Regions from separate parts of the Mus musculus genome. Here region 1 is linked to region 2. Evidence: chromatin contacts called from public Hi-C data. All regions are on one chromosome and are shown on one strand. The core of a region is the stretch at or near the end of the contact, and the rest is flanking DNA. Distances in the headings are between cores, read along the strand shown. Region 1 has its middle 20 kb from the start of Mtss1. Region 2 overlaps Mtss1 (MTSS I-BAR domain containing 1).

Evidence for each region. A called contact is a pair of places that touch in the nucleus more often than the background predicts.
Region 1: a Hi-C map of bone marrow-derived macrophages shows a contact between it and region 2, with 33 read pairs. A contact is called at or near these places in 18 of 484 Hi-C or Micro-C datasets (B cells, CD4 T cells, bone marrow-derived macrophages and 10 more), 6 of 130 datasets of targeted methods (the HPC-7 cell line, embryonic stem cells, heart atrium and 3 more) and 4 of 9 other capture datasets (adipose tissue, embryonic stem cells, liver and 1 more).

What each region holds. Positions count from the first base shown.
Region 1 is chr15:59,099,409-59,104,220 of GRCm38.p6, forward strand. No RefSeq gene overlaps it. Among named protein-coding and RNA genes, the nearest start is that of Mtss1, 20 kb to the left of the region's middle.
Region 2 is chr15:58,973,967-58,978,635 of GRCm38.p6, forward strand. The region is part of intron 3 of Mtss1 (MTSS I-BAR domain containing 1); the gene reads right to left. Among named protein-coding and RNA genes, the nearest start is that of Gm41330, 18 kb to the right of the region's middle.

The DNA.
Region 1 (4,812 bases), core at 688-3,187, 130 kb after region 2:
AACATCAGGGTATTTTAAATGTTAATGATGGTGAAGGCAAATATATATGTAAATAGAGCTATAACCGTGTATAGGTGGTCTATACAGGGACGAGATAAAACGGAAATGCTTACACTGAGATGACAAATGTATTTTCTCCTTTACATAACAGTCACATACAGACAGACCATCTCCTGTGCGCCAGGCACGGCTCTAATCACTGCAAAGAAGCAATTGTGAAATTAGTTTTTCTCTTTCAAGACCCGCTGGCTAGCCACCAGGAGAGCTATGATCAAGAGGACAGGCAGTAATACATATTGACAAAGGTGCTGGGTAAGAAGCTGGAGTGCCTGTGTGTTCGAGGGAAGAACAAAAGTGTCACAGCCTTTGGAAAACAGCATGGCACTCTCTCAAAGGGCTGAGCACAGAATGACAACTGTGTGATGTCCTAAAGTGCTCCGTGCTCAGTTCATTGTGGTTCTAGCCAGTAACCGCACCATTAATGGTAGATATGCACCAAATTAATTATCCATGACAGTTATTCCAGTAGACAACATAAGCAGCCCTAATGTTTCATCTATGTCCCCAAAGAACTGGACACACAGAAGTTCACACATGGATATATATATATATATATATATATATATATATTGTAGTGGCTATTCCTGGTTGTCAACTTGACAATATTTGGAATGAACTACAATTCGGAATTGGAAGGCTCACCAGTGACCCTTATCTGGAGGCTTGGAGATCCTTATCTGGATCTTGGTTTGAAGATCTTAAGCCATAGTGGCTATGGATTCCAGAAGATTGAATCTCCGAGTTTAAGGAACACACCTTTAATCTGGGCTACGCCTTTCATCTGGGATTAAAGGTGTGGTGGGACACACCTTTAATCTGGGCTACACCTTCTGCTGGAGACAATATAAGGACATTGGAAGAAGGGAGTCTAGCTCGAGCTCTTGCTCCTTCGCCTGCTTGCTGCGTGAGACTGAGTAACTGCTAGATCCTTGGACTTCCATTCACAGCTGCGACTGAACAATTGTTGGGAATTGGGCTGCCGACTGTAAGTCATCAATAAATTCCTTTATTATCTAGAGACTATCCATAAGTTCTGTGACTCTAGAGAACCCTGACTAATACATATATATATATATATCTCAGCGTTATTTGTAATAGCTAAAAATGTCCACCAGTTGACAAATGAATGAACAAACTATTAGTTGCCTACAGCAGAATATAATTCAGCCATTAAATGAACTAAACATTACTTCCTGCTACTACCTAGATCAATCCTGAAAACATTCTACTATAAGAAGAGGAGCCAAACACCAAATGCCAGGTGGACTATGCCTCCCTTTATATGAATTGTCCAGAAAAGGCAAATCTAGAGGCAGAAAGCAGCTTCATAATTCCTTAGAGCAGGCTGAGATGTTAGAGTTGCAGGGGGGGGGGCAATAGGGAATGACTGCTGATGGACACTCTTCTTGAGGAAGTATAAAAATACTCTTGAGTTTGATGGTGACAGTTGCAGGACTCAGTGACTACAGACTATCGAAGTGTCCTCTGTAGAAGGGTGGTAAATTACATGGCAATAAAGCTGCTATTAAACATTACCTAATGCTGTTGTCATGTTGCCTCTGTAAATAAAATGCGTGATTAATGTTTTCTTTTATAAGCGGTCCGCCCTTTTGTTGAGGGGGTCATGTCTGGTTCCTTTAAAGGCAGTGACATGCCTTCAGTTTACTTCAGGAAGATTCTGAGGAGACTGTCTCAGCAGTTGCTTGGTGCAAACAAGAAACACACCAACAGAAAGAGAATCTCAGCCACCTCGCCTGAGCTAAACTGTAAGACCGTGGTGAACTTCATCTTACTTCACGCATCCCTGACCACACCCACGAGGAAGTAAACAATTGGAACTGAGGGATTCATTTACCAGTTAGCTTTTCACCACAGAACAGCTGAAGCAACAACTTAAAAGGAAAAAAGACTAACTTCAGCTCATAGTTTTAGAGATCTCAGTCTCTGCCTGTGGTAAGGTAAAAACATCATGGCGGAAGGACATGTCAAAGGAGACCTGCTCATCTCATGGTGGAGCAAGTAAGGAGGCAGGAACTGGGCACAGCCCTCAGAGTACCACACACCCGCTGGAAGGCTTCCTCCAGTGAGGCTGTGGCGGGGCATCCACAGAGAAGACTGCTCAGACGCATGTTTAAGCCAATAGAAAGAAATATTAGAGCCGGGCAGTGGTGGCGCACGCCTTTAATCCCAGCACTTGGGAGGCAGAGGCAGGCAGATTTCTGAGTTCGAGGCCAGCCTGGTCAACAGAGTGAGTTCCAGGACAGCCAAGGCTACACAGAGAAACCCTGTCTTGAAAACCAAAAAAAAAAAAAAAAAAAAAAAAAAACAACAAACAAACAAACAAAAAACAAACAAACAAACAAACAAACAAAAAACTAGCCAGCTGGTGGTTACATTGGGTGTTTGGAATCCCAGTGTAGTTCCAAGCCTTCGCAGGATGAGCTTTTAAGCACAAAACCCATACCCTGGGCTGACATGTTTCAGTTAGCAAGAATGGTTAGCCAAAAAACAGAACTACAAAAGCCAAAAAGCAAGGTTAGTACACTTAGAGACTTTCTTAGAACTAAGACTTTGGTTCTTTGCTTTAGTTTTGGCAGGTGGTGCTGTCTACATGCTGAGTTCTGTGGCCTGAGTGGTACTTCCATCGTGGACTCAGTTGTGCTAAGGAAGGTCTGCGGGCCTGTTACAAGGTGCCACCTCCAGCTTTCTACTGCCTCCCCAATAAAGCCAACCAGATTGTGAATCCATCAATGAATGGTGCAACCCACTGATGTAAGAGACCTTGCGATCATATCACTCCCCCTAAGTCCCATCTCTTTACATGAGTGGGGACTCTTAACACATGAGCCTTTTGGAGAGAGACTTTATAACCAAAGCATAACAGCTAACAAATGTGCACAGTAGACTGAGCTAGAGATTAGGCAAGAGTAGCCACAAGAATGGCTAATGTTTTTTGAGCATCCAGTCTTCATATGAAGCCTTAGATGTTTTGTTTTGTTTTGTTTTATCATGAAACACTTCTTGCCAGATTAAAAGAAGCCAAGTCATTTGCTGAAGGTCAGAAAGCTATGACGGCGGGGTGAAGGGCCTGCCTGTCTGTTCCACTGCAGATCCTGCTGGCCTGTTGCTTCTGCGAGCCCTGTTCTCCTTGGCTGAGTAAAAGGCACTGATGTGTTTGAGTGGCACGTTGCTTTATATTTGGGTTTGTGCCCCAATGGAGTTGTGTTTCCAGTAGATTCCAATGGGCCTAGGGAAAGAGGCTAGATCAGGACCTAGGGCCTGGGTCCAAGTCCAAATAAAGCTGCAGCTCTGGCCTTCTCAGCAGTTTTGTTGACACAGCTCTGTCCTTCCTGTCCCAATGACAGCATTACTAGTTCAGGGCTGCAGTAAGAACAGAACCCACCACCATGATGGAAAAAACTCAGCAGCTAATCTCTGTCCTGGTGTGTCCCTATAGTTCTTATGTGCCTTTGTCTAACCCATGAGGTCAGATGCCATCAGTCCCCACTGTCCACAGACGAGGGAACTGAAATCGTGAGTCATTTGTCCAACCTTATCATGGTGTAATGGATCCAGGACTCTACCCTTTCAGTCGAGAGTCTGGGCCGCTGCAGACTGAGGCCAATGGCATCATTTGTGTAGGGACACAACCATGGGCACTTTGTCACACTGAATCCTGTAGCTTGCCTTGATGTCTCTCTTACAGTGCCACCCAACAGAGGCTCTACATTAGTGGTTCTCAGCCTTCCTAATGCTGCGACCTTTTAATCCAGTTCCTCGTGTTGTGGTGAAACCCAACCATAAAATCATTTTCATTGCTACTTCATAACTGTAATTTTGCTACTGCTATTCATTGTAATGTAAATATCTGATTTTCTGATGGTCTTAGGCAACCCCTGTAGAAGGGTCAGTCTACCTTCAAAGAGGACCCTCAGGTGGAGTGTTAGATGCTGCTCTTACTGATGACCCACTGATTGCTCTGATGGCTTCTGTCAACTCACTCAGGATCTGCTATAGACTCCCAAGCACTTGGGAATCTACTTGAATTTAGTCCCCTGGTTTCATTCACCCAGGGTCATGAGCTGAGAAAGGCTACATACAACACAGGGTTATCATTTACTCTGTTTCATCTGGCTTTTGTTCATTTCTGCCTGGTGCCTAATAGTGTTCTTAACTGGGTTTGGATGTGCTGTTAAATGAAAAGAGTGCTGTTCATTGGTTCGAGGAGAAGGAGGAGGAGGAGGAGAAGGAAGAAGAAGAAGAAGAGGAAGAGGAGGAGGAGGAGGAAGAAGAAGAAGAAGAAGAAGAAGAAGAAGAAGAAGAAGAAGAAGAAGAAGAAGAAGAAGAAGAAGAAGAAGAAGAAGAAGAAGAAGAAGAGAGCATATTTGTTTCTTGCCTCCACAGACCTAGATATGTAACAGGTTCTTCTTGTACTTCATTTGGGTTGCTTTTACTGATTATCCCAAATAAAGCTCCCTCCCCATAAAGGCTTCTCAACAGCCATCAAGCTTGTGTGGTCTTCACTTTTCTCTTCCTCTAGAGGTCACCCACTTCTCCCTGACATCATTTCCAGGAAACCCCTCCCCACCCCGCAGCAGTTCTAAGGAACCCAATTCATAGGCAGAAAACTGTGGGATCCAGTTCCACTGCCCTGCAGTTGCTTTTTGGGTCGTTCATTTTCCAGCTTGGCACTAATAGCTTCTGTAGAACTCTCCTGGGATGTGGGCTACTTTGTGTTTGTAAGCCATCTTT
Region 2 (4,669 bases), core at 590-3,089:
CACACACACACGAGGCTACATTTTCAGGGAGCTCACCCAGTCCATTCAGTCAACAACATGTAGGTCTGGGCCCACACAGAGTCAGTAGCAGGACCCCCATCCAATACTCAGACTTGAGTACTGAAAATTACCTCCAGATTTTCCCAGAAGAATAAAAGTTACACTTCCCTGCTAACCGTTGCTGTAAAAGCTGCAGCAAAAAACCCAAATGTGAACCCAAGGCTGGTCTGACATCTAACTAGTGCCTTGGGTTGCTGAGGATGGAGGCCGGTCAGGAAAGTGCTTGCCTAGCATGTTATGACACATTTGGGCGCCATGAAACGACCATAGTAGCACACACCTATACTCCTCACACTCAAGAGATAGATGCTAGAGAGTCAAAAATTCAGTCTTCTTCAACTATATAGCAAGTTCAAGTCCAGTGTCAGATACATTCAACCCGTCACCCATCCCCACTCCACCCTACCGCACCCCCGGGGAAAAAAAAAAAACAGACAAAAATACAAACAAACAAACAAAACCACCTGGCATTCTACAAAGTGTTTGTGCCTTCCCAGGGATTACCACGAGAGGGCGCTATTCTCACATACTCCAGCTGTCTTCCTATCTGCCTGTTTTTAGCGTGTTTTTTTTTTTTTTTTTTTTATTCCTTGTGAACAAAGGTGAGGAATGAGGACCGCTTTATCCCCCAGGAAAAGATCTCTTTTCCCTGCTCCTTCATTTGATTAAAAGTTAATAACGTGACTACACAGGATATTGGCCCGCTTATTCCCCGCTGCAAGGAAGGCAGACTAAGGCTTTCCTGGGGGGAAATCAGCAGCTATCAAGAAAGGCCCTAAAAATAGCATCCTCTCCTGGACCCAGCAACTCATATACTAAGAACTTAATCTGAGGAAATAATGAAGAAAAACGGCGAATCCTTACCTGGGAGGACAATGATGGAAATGTTTACCACCTCACAAATCCCATTATAATCATCTAGTTAAATGAACCGTGGGGCACAGACACCCAACCGAATAGGATACAGCTATTTAAAAATAGAATTATGTGTCACTTGGGTGCTGCTTAGAGCGTCTAAGTACTTTTCACATATTAAATCAGTCAGTCCTCACAATATTCTCAGTTGTGTTGACAACACTGCGGTGCCCATTTCGGAGACGGGAGAAGTAAGTACTTTAAACAACCTGCCCAAGGTTACAGGATTAGTTAATGCCACTGAAGCAGGAGGAATCGTCCGGGTATGTGCATTCAGCTGTAGTCAGCTATGTGATACTTCAGATAGTCGACAACTAAAAAGACGGCAGGGCCCAGAGGACGCCCGAAGTCCTCATCTAACAGCTACTGTAGGGGGTGGTGTTTGTTCAGCCGGCTCTGAGAGTTTGGTTCTTGAGTCTAGAAGTCTACGAGGTGCTAAATGGGAGTGCAGAGAGCCAGGTGGTGTGACTCTCTTCCTCAGGGCCAACCGCCACTGCCACTTCCGTGTCCTTGAGGAGAGATGAGGGGTTGGAAAGGACCGTGCTGACAGCCAGGCCCTGCGCTCCATTTTTCCATCTTTTCTGTCCTACTATTTCAGTGCCTAACAGAAGCAATCAAGCTATGGGCCGATTCCATGCAGTTTCTGAACGTAACGCCTGTGCCCACCACTGTGCCTCAGCACAGGGAGCCACAGAGAGGCCAGGAAATGAAAAGACATTAAGAAAACTTCCTACCAGCAGTATCTGTGTAACTGGCACAGGGGCAGGAGGCAGAGGACATTCCCTATGGACCCCATAACCCAGTGTTGCTGATACTGGCATGTGTGGGTCACCCTAAAAACAGACCTTTCTGTTAAGTGCTTAGCAACAGCTGATGCTTTCCTGACCTCAGCAGGTTTGAATTGGAGGAAACTGGCTGGAGCTACAGAGTCAGAGGAGACATCTGGAAGAGGGCCAACCTGACAATGGGAGGATTTATGGCATTACACATGGCTGGTTTAGACACCTGGCCACCCTGCAAGGGTGGACAAGACCTTACTTCTTGAATGAGGGAATATTTGTTATTTGGAGGCTGGACCAACAATTCATTTGGGTTGTTTGTTTGTTTGTTTGCTTTATTCCTTAGGGATACGTGTGTGAACACAAGAGACTTGCATCTTTCTCAATTTGTTTTCTGTATTATTTTTTTTTAATTTTTTGACATAAGGTCTTTCACTGAACCAGGAGGCTGACCAATGAGCTCCTTATCCTTAGAGGGGATTAAAAGCAGTGCCACCACACCCACAACAGACCAAGGCACACACTCACACATACGAACTTAAACTCAAATTCTCTCTCTCTCTCTCTCTCTCTCTCTCTCTCTCTCTCTCTCTCTCACACACACACACACACACACACAGAGCAACCCTAGGATGAAGGCACCTTCAATGCACCTCAGCTGGGCTTGCTAATAAGCCACACAGCAGCCGAACAGAACAGAGACCCAAACCCTTCTTTGTTTGACTGATTATCAGGAGACTTCTTCCGGCTATGACAAGTGGCAAACATCCCCACTGAGGACAAAGAGGGGCATTTAGCATCACGGACAGAATACAAATTGTTTATGACTTCTTCTCAGAGGGTGGGAAGGAAGCCCGGAGGGCAAAGGCCAGGAACCACTGTTCCTTCCTCTAAACAGTAGCCCACGTGGCTAAGGCCACTAGGAAGGTGGCTGTCTATCAAGTGGCATTGTCGCATCCCTCCAAGCTGCCTCATTTGCAGGCGGCTCCATCCCCCAGCACAGCAGGGGCTGTATGGGCAGGAGGCCTGGGCCTGCAGTGTGGGCAGGTGGCAGGCACAGACTGAAAGCGGGTTTGTCAGGCTGGATTCTGGGAAGAGCTGAGGAATAGAATTAGGAAGTGCTCTGGCCAAAGTGTAAGTTACTGTGTGTTGTGGCTGTCCTGCCAGAGGCTCCTGCGGTTGGAAGGCTAATTAGGAGCCTGCTGGACGGGAGAATGATAGTCTCAGGAACCTCCCAGAAGCGGGACTCGGCACAGGGCAGCTCTGCAGGGCACAATCTCTCTCCTCTGGACAGGATTATTGTTTACAGCTCAGAGCAGTCTCCCACCCATCTTTTCTTTTAAAACATCATCTTTTGTAGCCTAGGCTAGACTCAAGCTTGCTAAGTAATCAAGGGTGACCTTGAACTCCTAATCTTGCATCCACTTCACAAATGTTGGGACCCCATCAGTCTGGGAATCGCTCAGGGCTTTTCATGTGTACGTAAGCATTCCCAGTTCTAAACGGTCACTCTTCTAAATGCTCACTCTTATGCTCTGAGCATTAAGGGGATGTTTCACCAAGCCCTGGGTCTCTCCATGAGATGATAGGTGTACTCGCCCGCCTCCCCCTAGACAGCCTGAAGTGTCCATCCCATAATCTGTCACCACCAAAGCCATGGAAGCCAGTAAGCCAGCAAAAGAACGGAAGCAAGGTAACGCGCATCCTGCAATGAAGCAAACGATCCACTTGTCATTAAAGAAACACGGACTTAAAAGCACATGGCCGGCATTCTCTACTGCTGATGTAATGCAGAACAAAATACGGGGAAAGACCGAACAATCATGAAAGGGACACAGGAGTCCATGGTGGGCAGGATCTAAGTCAGAAGAGACTCACTACAGAAGGATGATGCGCTTCAGAGCCCCTCCCTCCCACTAGGTGGGATGGCATCCACAAGGGTCTGACTTGTTTCCATTCAAATGCTGACAGCTGTATTCTTTAAGGCAGTATGCTGACTACTGGTGTTTCAATGTTATTCAGACTCTCTCACACCCTAATATCAGCTATAACTTCTAATTTGTGTTTCTTACAAAACATCTGGAGTAATGTAAACTTTTACACCTTTTCTGTGCCTCTCCCCTGTGTGTGTGTGTGTGTGTGTGTGTGTGTGTGTGTGTGTGTGTGTGTGTGTGTGTGTAATAGAACCCCTGGCCCTCATGTATGCTTTTTAAGCTCTCTGCTGCTGAGCTGTGCCCTCGGACCACTCATCCCCCTTCAAGTATTACCTCATGCATACTTTGATGGCAAATGTTTCCGAAAGGAACTTGATCTAATCATATCTTTCTGAACACTCCACTTATCTTGTCGAAGAAGCAAATCTTGATCTTTACACCATCCTCCCAAGACTTCTGTATCTTGCATGCCAGCTACTGAACAACAGTCGTACAACTGGCACATACAGGTTTGGGAGTTTGGGGACTCTTTGTTGGGCTTGCAACTCAGGTGGGAGAAGCTGAGACACACTAGCAAAGCCTCAAGTGCACAAAAGGTGGCAATAGTGTATTTTATAGAGAGAGTAAGGAACCATAGCCACACCAGGGCCAATTATGCAGGGCCAAGCCCTCAGAAGGAGGAAGACGGGGCAATTAGCTCTGGTCAGGCTGCTGCATGTCCATTAGAAGGCACCAGCAGATCTGTAAGCAGCCTGTCTCCCCCTGCATGTGATATTACTCTTCTCCAAGGAGCTGGAAAACCTGGGCGTCTAGGAAGGGAAATGGACAGGTGGGGTTGGTTCCTAAGAAAGTCAGAATCGTTCCTTCAGGCCACATTATCTGCTGTGCCCACTGGAAAAAGAGTCCCTGACAGCCATTCATTCACCGAGATTGTCTGACAGCATCCAAAGCTGTCATAGTCAACCTATTCTAGGCCACCTT